Regions from separate parts of the Mus musculus genome. Here region 1 is linked to region 2. The links are chromatin contacts, called in public promoter capture Hi-C maps. All regions are on one chromosome and are shown on one strand. The core of a region is the stretch at or near the end of the contact, and the rest is flanking DNA. Distances in the headings are between cores, read along the strand shown. Region 1 holds the start of Fam131b (family with sequence similarity 131, member B). Region 2 holds the start of Dennd11 (DENN domain containing 11).

Region 1 (6,136 bases), core at 1,712-4,211, 1.9 Mb after region 2:
AATCCTGCCTTCCTCTGAGGAACTTCCAGATGTGCATAGAGAGGCAGACCTTCCAGAGACTGAGAAAGACCTCAGTGTGGAGCATTTGGTGTGTGTTTTAGGGAAGCAGGGGGATCTATGAGGAGGACTCCCCGCTTGGGGCTTTATGGGATGATGAAATGGGTGAAGCAGCTAGGAGCTTGGGGGAGGTGATTGTAGAGGATGGGCTTCGGAAGCATCCAGCCTTACCTCTGTCGAAGGCCGATGGAGACTGCTGCCATGCAGCGAGCTGGTGCTGTCCATGTTGATCTGATCAACATCCTTGAGGCCTTTCCAGTCCACGGCAATCACTTCGTTCCCTAAAGCAGCCAGAAGATTAGTTTCTTACCTTCATTTCACTGGCTTGCTGCTTCCCTTTCCATAAAAGGTAGAGGCCACACCCTAGGGTCCAGCCCCTCCTCCTCCACCCTCAACACCTCCGTGTCTCCCAATGTCTGCTTCCTACTATCCATTTCCTTCTATGTCTACCATTCCCTAATTTCTGGAGAGAGAAATAATATGTGAAATGAAACACTCATTTTCAGCTCAGTGGGGAATAGCATACTTAGGGAAAAAAAAGCTTTCTGGCCTTTTCTGGTGTTGTTTACACAGAGAGGGAGGGAGTCAAAGACCAAGCTGTATCAGGAAAACCATTCTCCATTCTGTGCTGAGCAATTGTTGAGATTGTCTTTATTGGATCCAGACTGCTCATCAATTACTGCCCTAAAAACAAGGACACAGCTTTCTAGGGGAACCTACTCGACTTGATATTTGAGGGATGAGAGGAATGAGGCTTCCCCCTCCCTCAAGGCCTTCCTAAGCGGCAGGAACTTGGTTGACAGGATGATACTGGGGATAGAGGCAGCTGGGAGGTGAAAACTTAGGACTGTTTCCCAGAGAGCCAGAGGGCTCCAAGATGAGATGGATGCTTTGAGCCCAATTCTCTTGGGGGACAGGGAATAGATTCAGGAAATAGAGATAGTAACAAGAAACAAGAGGACTTCATAATTTCAGAGCTAAAAGAACAGAAATTTAAGGTGAGAAGACAGAAAACAATGGCAGAGGTGGACAGGACACTTTGAGAACTGGTGAAAAAGTCGGGAACCAGGAGGGAGATTCCTGACCTAAGTGCAAGGTTTCCTCTGTAACTCTTGGGGAAGAATTCCTTGAGTATTTACAGAGAGATTCAAGAATAATCGGGTGGCAGCCATCCGCCCTTGCTTACATGAACTTTTGCTTTTTGGGTTTAGGATCATAGGTCCCCCCCCCCCCCCTTTTTTTAAAGAAGTGCACTGACTAGGTCTTGGGCAGGAAGAAGCATCCAGCATGCAGCAATAGAACTGGCGACAAACAAAGGGGATGGCGGTCCCAGGGACTGACAGGTAGGGCTGGGCTGCCACACATCCAAAGTTGTTATGCCTTCTCTTGGGATCTTGTGAAACGATGAGAGACAGGACTAGGACCTGTGGCTAGGTCAGAAAGACATCTGGACCTATCAGTAATGGGGCAGGCAGAGCAAGCTCTCTCGGAGAAGAGTGGGAGCGAGGGGAGGGAGGGGGTGGCCTTTGAGGAAGAGGGGGAGCTGAGTCAGAGCCTTAGGGGGCAGGGAGATGGAGGGGAGGAGAACAGGGAAAGAGGTAAAAGCAGAGGAGGGTCTCCATGGAAATAAACCGGGTCTCAGAAATCAGGCTTCCGGAGAGTGTAGTTTGTTTGTAATAATAATACGAATTATTCTCTCAGCCTGAGGTCACTAGGGCGTGTAGGCGGGAGAAATTGGGAGTTAGGAAGGGGAAAATTGGGGGGTTTGGGAGAGGACTGTACTAATGTGTTCAGCCCTAAAGTGGAATGGATGCGTAGGGTGGGGGTAGGGGGCGGTAGTAAGGCAGGGGCTGGAAGGAGAGGACCATTAAGGAAGCGCCTTTCTTCCCTCCCCCTGCCAAAGGTAAATAAAAAGCCGGCCCTGCTCCGCCTGCCCCCGCTGACAGGTGCAGGCGGGTCCCAGGGTTCCTAGGCGGACCCCACCCTCTGGGAAGCGGACTCCCGACCTCTCTCGGGGAGGTAAACCTCCACCTCCTCCCTGAGTCCACGGCTCTTCCAGAGCACCCCGGCCCAAGACCATTCCCTCCAAGCGTGGAACCCATTCCCTCCCGGTGGCACACGCTCTTCCCGCCCCCGCCCCAGAGGGAAAATGCACGTGAACAAAGCAAATCGGGGGGAGGCAGGAGCGACGGGAAAAGGCTACCAAGAGGGAAATGGTTGGGGGCAAAACACACATGCCATATGGAGAAGAGGGTGAAGATGGGAGGGGGCGTGCGGAAGAAAGTCAGGGATGAGGCTGGAGAGGAGGTTCTGAGAAGAGGGGCTGCTCCCGAAAGAAGGGCTCGGGGAGGCTCTGGCTACAGCAGAGTAGACGCGAATGGCCTGAAGGTGGAGGGATGGGGCCATCGGGAGTAGGGAACAGCGACTGAGCCGCGAAGGATGCTGTGGAGAGGCTACCAGGGAAGGACCGCGCCTGCGGGAGGGCGATGGAGAGAAGGCTATGAGCTGAGAGGGATGGAAGCCCTGGAGGCGCGAGGGCACAAGGATAGAGGGACCTTAGCGGATGGAGGGAAAGTAAAGGCGCGAGGCAGGGCCGGGCGGGCGCGGAGGGAGGTCCCCAGGGGCAAGGATGGGGATGGGGGAGGGGGCCGGAGGAGCGCCCCGGGGCGAGCTTGCCCCTGACCCGCGCCGGGCTGCGGTACCCACCCACAGTCCGCGAGCCGATGCAGCCCATGGCTCCGGGGGCCGCCGGGTCCCGGCCCTCACCGACTCGGGGCCCTCGCCGGGGGGAGCACCGGGAACCGCGCCGCCGCCCCAGCCGCTCTGCAGCGCCGCGGCTGTCTCCGCTCGGCTCCGCTCCCCCCTCCCCTCTCCATCCCTCCCCACGGCAGCCTCCGTCGCCGCCGCTGCCGCCGCCGCCACCGCCTGGCTCCCCCGCCCCGCTCAGCTCTCCGCGGCCGGGGAGGGGGCTGCTCGGGGATTGGCTGCGCGCAGAGCCTCCCCGCCCTGCCCCCGACCGGGCACCGCGCTCCCCGCGCCCCTCGCCGCGCTGCAACCACGTCCCTCCGCCTGTCCTTCGCAACCCCCGCCCCTGAGCTCCTCGCCATCCCCGCTGAGTTCTCCCGGGAGATGCTGATGGAGAATGTGGATAATAACCCGCTTGTCTCAGGAGCCCGGTCAGGAAGCCAGGGCCCACCCTTAGGATATGCTTGATGGACTTTGAGGGCTGCGGGGTGAGAAGGCCGAGAGAGAAAGTGGGGCGGAGATGAGAGAACACCCTGCTTGGCCTTGGGTACCAAATTCCGCAAACATTTGTTTTCTTCCTGATGCTGCATCTGGGACGCACGAATCGGGATTGGATGCTGTTCTGGTTGCCCGGCGTTTCACGTGCGTTGCTTTGCCCACCCAAACATATTGTGAAGTCTTTGCCAGTGGATGCTGCGAGATGCTTCCCTGTCCTCTAGCTGTTTTGGGATGGGTGTGGGGATGGTGCAAGTATTCTAGCTCTAGGCTTGGGTCCGGATGGGAGGAGAATGGGAATAATTCTATTGCAGCTGTAGGGAAATGAAAATATCAGGATCGGAAACCGGCCGCAAGACATGGCTTTAAATCAGAATTTAACTTTTCTGAGCTTTATGTGGATGTCCGGAAGCAGCAAAAGGGAGAATACTGCCCCCTGCCGAGAAGGGTCAGCACTACACCAAGGGCCCCATGGGAAAGGAAAGGGAGATCTGAGTTGGGAGAGTCAGCAGGCACTATTTCAACTGGCAAGAAGAGTCTAGAAGACACACTAGGAAGGACAAGGAGACCATTTCCTCTTAGTCGAACCAGTAACTGCAAACCTTGGGCAAGCGGGTCTGGGTGGTACCATTGACAACAATGGTAACAACAAAAAGCAAACACTAATTCTGGGCCAGCTTGTTTTCCATAGGTTTTTGTCTCTTTCCTGGGATTAGAGAGGAAGAGGGGCAGGAGGCCTTGTGGGTTTGAGGCAGAGAAAAAGGGCATGCCTTACACGTGTAAGTTTGTGACATTTAGATTATGATTGAGGAATTACGTCTGATGACATCCCAGATGAAGATATGGGAGAGGATAGATATTTTTGCTCATTTTGGTACTATAACAAAATTCCTGAGACCAGGAAGTTTATAAAGATTGGAAGTTTGGAGGCTGGAAAGGCCAAGAACTTAGTGTTTGCAACTGCTGCAAGTGTCCTAAGGGCTTTGATGCATTGTAACACTTCGAGGAGATGATATGATGAGACAGGATGAATATGTTAGCTTCAGCCTCTTTCATAAAGCCTCTAGTGCCAACCTCTGTGACCTTCACTAATCCTTACTATTGCTCTAAGACCTTGTATCCAAATAGCATTACCATATGAATTCAAGGATTAAATCCAAGTCGCAGATTTGAAGGGCCACTTGCAAACTCTATCAGAAACTGGCACTAACTGCAGATCTGGGAGGTGAATTTAGAAGGTCTGGGAATTTGATCTGCCCAGCTGCCTTCTGGTCCCTGCAATGACAGTTACTTCTCAGCACATGGGGCATTCTGTCCCATTCTCTGGATCTTTTGAGGCAAGGCTAATGAGTTCCAGTTTTCATAACCAAAGCAAACTTCCTGGAAGACAATTTGACAGTATAGATCATATATATATATATATATATATATATATATATATATATATATATATGTAAAATATTTAAAATTTCATCTGCTTTTACACTTGTTATCTGCTTAACATAAATTGTTCGGGAGGCAGAGCAGAAAGATTGAGTTCAGTCATGGCTGGGTTACGTAGAGAGTTCAAGAACAACACTGCTAACTTTGTGAGACTCTTAATCGCAAAAGGAAATTTTACAAAAGGCCTGGGTGAGCACTTGCCTAGAATATCCAAGGCCCTAGGTTCAGTTCCCAGCAACAACCGCAGTTCTAGTTTGCTATCTACTGCTATGATAAACACCATGACTGAAAGCAACTTGGGCAGGAAAGAGCTTATCTTACAGCCTGCAGTCCATGGGAAGTCAGAGCAGGGCTATAAAGTAAAATGATTAGTTTTTAGTTTGTGCTTAAAACAATACATATCCTTCCTGCCTTCCATCAGTTGTTTTTTTTTCTATCCAAGTAACTGATGGAATTTCTTGAGAAATACTTATGTTTTACACAACTCTACCTCAAACAGACTTACAGTTTGACCCTCAGCAAAATCCTAATATTGATTGGCTCATATTTGAAGTTTTAGAATACAAGGCTCTGGCAGAGTGCCCCCATGTGGCACTTCCTAACTGGTTCCCTTTGGGACAGAATCCCAAGGTGAAACCATCTCATCACTTCTCTTGTTCCTACTGCATGCCTGTGGCCCCTTGGGGGTACCTCTTGGATAGAAGAACACAACCACAGGTCAGTGGCAGTACTGTGTACTATGCAGACTCTTGTCCTAGGATCTATGGGTAGAATAAAAAAAATCCATTAACTTTGTATGGGGAAAAAAAAAAACCTACATCAATATTCACTAGCAGGTAACTGAAACATTTCCTTTACTTGAGCGACCCCTATAAGCAGAAAACCACAATAGTGTTACATCACCAATGTATCTTCATCAGCGGTCAGAATCACAGATGCTTGCATTACAGAACAGTCTTTGGAGATCTTTTTCTATGATATTCTTTACATTACTACTCTTTTGAAATCATTAAAAAGTATACTTAAAATTATATTTGCTTCTTACATTTGTTATTTAATGATTTTATTGAGAAGCAACAAGGCATGCACGAAGCCCTGGGTTTTGTTTTGGTTAAGGCAATGATAGTAATTATTTTATTTTGAGAGGTTTTTGAACATATACTGTGATTACATTTAACTACCATTTTACTCTATTACTACTTTCCCTGTGAACTCCTTTATCTCCCTAGATCCCCAGTGGTTATACCACTGAAGAAAATGTTCCCTTCCCCCCAGTCTAGTAGCAATTTTCAGCCAACAGCTCTTCAGGAAGGGCCTTGTAGTACCTTTGCTATCATTGATGGGATGCTGAAAGTCTTTTCTAGTTGTTCATAACTGCTGTGTGTCCATGATTCCA
Region 2 (5,767 bases), core at 825-3,324:
TCCAAAATATGTAACCATCCTTGGTGCCTTTCCTCATAAGCAAACTAGGTATAAAATAATCAGCAAATTGCAGAGTGGTTAGAATGAAATCAGAGTAAAATGCTTGCACAAATGTCACAGTATTAGTAACAGCTCTTGCCTTTTCATAGTAACCTTAGTATAAAAACCAACCCCCCTCTCTGTCTCTGTCTCTGTCTCTGTCTCTGTCTGTCTGTTGGTCTGTCTGTGTCTGTGTCTGTCCCCCCTCCTCCCCCCTCACACACAGACAGTATAAACCAGAAAGCCAGTCACCAGCTGTGAATGGAAAGATATGGGAGCCCCTACAAGGGCCTCAATCTCCGTAATCAATGAGAGTAATGGATCGATAATCCATTTTATCAGCTCTACCTGTGACTAGTGTGAGATTTCCTTCCCCCCTCCTTTCCCTAGACTCTATCACCAGACAGCTACCATTATGCAGTCAGAAAGCCATTAATGTCTCGTTCCCAGTTCTGAACCTCGGGTGACTCTCAAGCTTGCCTCGATTTACCTGAGCACAAATCCTGACTGTATGAGTCAGGGCAGTATGTGTGATGACCATTAATAAGCACGGAGGGGGCCAATACTGAGTTTCCTATCAGGAAACTCGGGCTTCCCTTAGTTTGAATGTTCTGGTTGTGATGCAAATTTAATTCGATATGGCAGGTTAAAGTCAGAAAAGTTTGAAAGACTGTGGGATAAGGCAACAAGTAGACGGGATGGGGGTGGGGGCTGAGTTCTTCCCACAAGTCCTGCCGCTAGGAATAGGGCATTCGCCTTTGTAAGGAGCCTGTTTGCTGGCTCAGAATCGTTGACCATGGTTAAGCCACCCACCCTAGAAGCCACCAGCATCCATCATCTCTGAAGTACCTGGCACATAATCCTATTTCTTCTTCCTAGCCCATCCATCCTCTCAGGGTTGGAAGACTGGCTGGGAACTTCCAGAAGGAAGAAAACCATCCTTCCCTCACAAACACCAGCTCCTCACGCTAGCAGCTCAAAGGAGAAATCGAGGAAGAAGCATCCGAGCATTCCTCTTCCTCAAATAAGCAGCTGGGGGATTCCAATGCCTTAAGCTGGAGCCCACAGCCATTCGTTCACTTTTATCCCCTCGCGGAACCGCCTACTGTTGCAACGCACTCCCCACCCCGGAGTGGGTGGCTAGGGTAGAGACGGTGTGACACAGCCAGTGAGTCTTCCCAGAAAGGCAGCCTGCCAGCGAAAGCTTCTCCAGCCCCATCCCCTAACGCTCTCACGTTAATTCCTAAAAATGAAGCCTTCGGAGAAAGTGAACTAGGCGGCTGGGAAAGTTACGGCGCAGGGAGCAATCCGGAGCAAGGGCAGGCGCAGAGCAGGGTCGTTCTGAACCCTCGTGGGAGGCGACGTACGCGGGAGGGGGGGGGGTGTCTTCCTCTCGGCGTCTATAAGAACCTTTCAGCCCAGCAGGAAAACAGAGAAAACAAAAGCCAATGTGCCCGCTGCCGCAAACCAATCCTCCCGCACTGAAGCGGAGCAAATAGGAGAGCGGCGACTAGGCGGCGGAGCGGAGCTGAGAGCGGCGGCGGGACGGAGCAGGGGGCGGAACAAAGCCCCCGGGATCCCTCGGCTCCAGTCTGGAGACACAGCGCCCCCGTGCCCCGGGACCCCCGGGCAGGGAGGGATGCAGGTGTGTGGGTGCGAGTGCGTGCGCAGCGAGTCCCTCCCCCGCGCCCCCGAAACCCAGTGTGCAGTCTCCCCCACCGCCCCCCCCCAATCCTTCCATCCCTAAGTGGCTCTCACCGGAGCGAGGATCGAAGGTGACCACGAACACGGCCACCACCTGGTCCTCCTCTACGTCGCCTAGCTCTAGGCGCCCCGGCTGCAGCAGCACTTCGGGGGGAGCTGGCTCGTCGGGTTCCCGCCTTCGGGGCGCCTCCGCGGCCACTCGGCCCTCCCCACTGCCGCCCCGGACCCATCCTCCAGCTTGCAGCGCGGGGTCCTGCGGCACAGAGACCGCGGGGCCCTCGGCCCAGCGCAGCAGCGGCGCCGCGTCTCCCTGCTCCACCATGGCGAGGCGAGGCGGAGCCGGGGCGCGAGGGGCGGGGCAGGCTGCGGGCACTCCCCTCCGGGCCTGCCCGCCCTGCCGCTTTCTGCGGTGCGGAGGCTCTCTGGGTGCCCGCTGGGCTTGGCCACACCTGCCCCTGCTCGGACACCAGCGCACTTGCTTGGTCCCGGAGCTCTGGAAGGTGGCCCGCACGGGTTCAGCGCCCCGTGGCCTGGTCCGGGCTTCAGCTCTGCATCTCTGTATGTGGGTGCTCTTGATCCATAGTGTAGGGTGCAGGACGCGCATCCCTTAGTCTGTCACCTGCGCGTGGGTTGAAGAGCCTTCCCAACTAGGATTCCACTGTGAATTTTTGAACGTCACCATTATGGAGCGGAGCACATATATTATATAATCCCGAGAGCTTGGTGAAAACTGCCTCCAAGTCAGGAAGTGAAGCAGAGGACATCCCAAGTGTTTCAAATACACACACAAATCAAGATCAAAAGGACTGTAAGGTTGCCATTGGGCATTTAACTTTATTTATATAACAGGCTGGTCGAGATAGTGATCATTAATTTATTTCCTTGCATATATGCAGTTTGGAGATATTAAGCTGGAGGGCTGGGGTGGGGGTGGGGGGCATTCTACATTAAAATAAGCAGGAAAAAGTGAGTAGGAAAGCAGCCCTTAAGCCTGTCTGTGGCTTTGGTAAGTAAGGATTGCCAATGAATTCCCTCTGAATATTTACAAATAAAAATTTGAATTTCTCAGTTCTTGGAAGGGGGTAAATCTGGTGACTAACTTAGAGGTATGCATAAGAAATATCCATTAAAATTATGAAAAAAATAAGATAGCAAGAGACAATTATTTTTAGATAGAATTCACCTCATGTTTCTGACAAGGACTTGGTAAAATTTTTGTGTTACCTGTTAACTCCAGGGACTTTGTGAAGCCCAGGTCTCCCTGCTTTGATCCTGTTCCCAAGAGGATCATCAATGACTGCCTACCCACAGCTGCTGCTAGTTCCAAATATGTGACTCACGCCTTAACAGTAAAACGTTTTACCAAAAAGTAGTGATTGCTGTCATCATCATTAGTTAGTTCACCCTAACCCCCATCCCCTAAAGACATGTTAAGTGACTACCTCACTCAATTAATGGAGTAATTACTGAAATGGGAGTCTGGGGAATGTACAGTCCAAGCCAGGGCTAGGGCACAATCCAGTTTAAATTCAAGGGCACATCTGCTTGAGTTTTGCACAAACTCTGAAGGCCAGACAACAAAGCCCACTACTTCAGAAACTGAGGCACAGCCAAAGCTGAAGTTGAGAAGTACAAGATTCTATTTTTAGATACAAAACTCGGTTGATAGATAATCCTTAACCACTTTCCAAAGTCACCGGTTTTAGGGCAAATGGGTTGGTCGGTTCTTTCTTTTCTTTTTCTTTCTTCCTTCCTTCCTTCCTTCCTTTCTCTTTTTTAATAGTTGTGTTGTTTGTTTTTGGTGTTTTTCTTCTTGTTTTTGTTTTGTTTTGTTTGAGGCACTTTCTCTATGTAGTCCTGGCTGTCCTGGGACTCTCTCTATAGACCAGGCTAGCCTGGAACTCAGAGATCCTCCTGCCTTTGCCTCCCAAATGCTGGGATTAAAGGTGTGGGCACCATCACCGTCCGGCTGGTATTTTTCTTTCTTACTTGAGAAAAATACTTTCCTGGGTTGTTGTTGTTGTTGTTGTTGTTGTTGTTGTTTGGCAATGTCTACCTCTCCCACCACCCCCTAATTTAATGTCCTACATATATACCGATAAATCAACTTGTAATGTCCATACCAACCACCTCTCTGTACATAAAAGCAGTTTTCAAACTGACAGCCATGTTCTGTCTTCAGCATATTCTAGTTCACCAACCATGGAGCCTAATAATATATTCCTGGTGCTTTGCATAATATTGCTCAACAGGTATCTGTCAGCTCAGGAAGTGGAAGCAGAAACTTACACTCCGATGCTGCAGGCCCTCTGCCAGGCTTTATCTAGTATTGTGCCCATGGTAGGTGCTCAAAACTGTTTGTGAGGGCGATAACACTCTTTTAGCACACACACATTCACAATCTGAAAGAGGCCTTTATACCTGACCCCCAGATTAACCTTTGTATCTACTGAATTGTCACATGATGATAGAGACATTGAGTCTGGCTGTTAGAACACTTCTGCTTGGGAACAAGTGTTTGAGATGAGATGGGAGAAAGGTCACTTATTTTCAAAGATACTCAGCTGGCAGAGTATTTTGAAATGTGTTCACTTAGAACACCATGTCTACATTTTAAATAAAATCTTTTGGTCTCCCAAATACTAAATATATCTCCATCACATAAAATACAGAATATTTTTAGTCTACCATGTCATCACATAGATGTAAAGTCTTAAATTGTCTTAGCTCATCAGTTCTAGAGCACAGAACGCAACTGTGTATAAACATGTTGTGGTGTCTGACAGTTGTCACTGAGGTCTGGTTGTCACAGAAGAGATTCCTGGTGGCATTGTCAGAAGTGGGAAGGAACCACCAACCCAACCAGGGACTACGCTGAGTAAAAGCCATGCTTGAAGTTCCCTGGAAGCTGCTGGTGCTGTGACTTCAAAGGAAAAACTATCTGAATCAGCAGCCTGCGATCCAAAGTCTTAGCTGGGAGTTTTTTCTCACCCCCAGCCCCTCTAGTGACAAATTCAAAACAAGAAATTTCCTTATCTAGCTCTCTCTGTAGGAGGCTGCTTTACTGTTTTATATGGGGCTATACCAGCAAGGGAATTCAATGGCTTGTCTTAAACAGATATTTATTAGATAGTTTCTTTCTGTGTTTGTTTGTTTGTTTAGAGTATGCTCAATGTTAGATTTGTTTTCTTTTCTCCCTTACATCAGATCATGAACATTTTGGTATCCTATCACGGAAAACTACATGAATTATTTTTGTGGCTAGTGTTATGTGAGAGTCGGATCATTTATATCACCATCTGCCATTGCTGGAAAGTAAAGCTCTTCCCCTTCTGTTGTGTCGTAAGTTTTGCCCGAATTTCACTCTTACTGTAAAGCTCTGTAACCTTCAGCCCTGAGCACATAATGGGAGAGATATAAAAAAGACAGATGCGTCTCTTCTCTCAAACTCACAACCCAGCAGGAAAAGCAGACAATAAATAAAACATGGGGTAAGGGAGGGCAGTCAGCCATTCTGGTTGCTGACTTGTGATAACTGCCGGACGTGGCCAACTGGGTTCAAGTGCATTCTTCTTTTTTATTAGGCTCTTGATGTATGTTTATGGTTTATGGTTGAATTTCATTTTTTTTTCAAAATATGTGCTAGAAATTTGTCTTTCCTCTTTAGACCATGCCTGTCCATTAACTGTCTTCATCTTACCCAGTCTTGCTATGATGTGATGCTTACCATTTTCTCACTGACCAGCTTATATTTGTGTGTGCTTATAGAATTATTCCTTTACTTTCTCTGAGTTGTAATCCACTTAGAGCACAATGTTAAATTACTACGTTTGCTGATTAGGCATTTTAGCTGTTGTCTATTTTTCCACGACATCCACACTAATGGGAGACTTGGGAAGGTCTGAATATAAGAATATCATGATCTTACTCTTTAGAGAGAGCCCATTAGCTGCTGGATACAGATACCTGTTATGAGCCTGGTCTTTAGGGATGGATATTCGATTTCAGAGAAAGTGAGTCGTTC

Evidence for each region. Promoter capture Hi-C pulls out the DNA fragments that hold promoters and counts their contacts.
Region 1: a contact with region 2 is called in a promoter capture Hi-C map of embryonic stem cells, with 5 read pairs. The contact joins the promoter of Fam131b here to the promoter of Dennd11 in region 2. A contact is called at or near these places in 2 of 39 promoter capture datasets (cranial neural crest and embryonic stem cells) and 1 of 9 other capture datasets (liver).

Annotation. Positions count from the first base shown.
Region 1 is chr6:42,321,679-42,327,814 of GRCm38.p6, forward strand. It overlaps Fam131b (family with sequence similarity 131, member B), which reads right to left and starts at 2,962. Exons shown (of 7, transcript NM_029528.5): 1 at 2,764-2,962; 2 at 229-338. The coding sequence starts at 2,791.
Region 2 is chr6:40,434,061-40,439,827 of GRCm38.p6, forward strand. Dennd11 (DENN domain containing 11) reads right to left here and starts at 2,075. Exons shown (of 9, transcript NM_001356375.1): 1 at 1,798-2,075. The coding sequence starts at 2,065. It also overlaps a transcript of Wee2 not described here.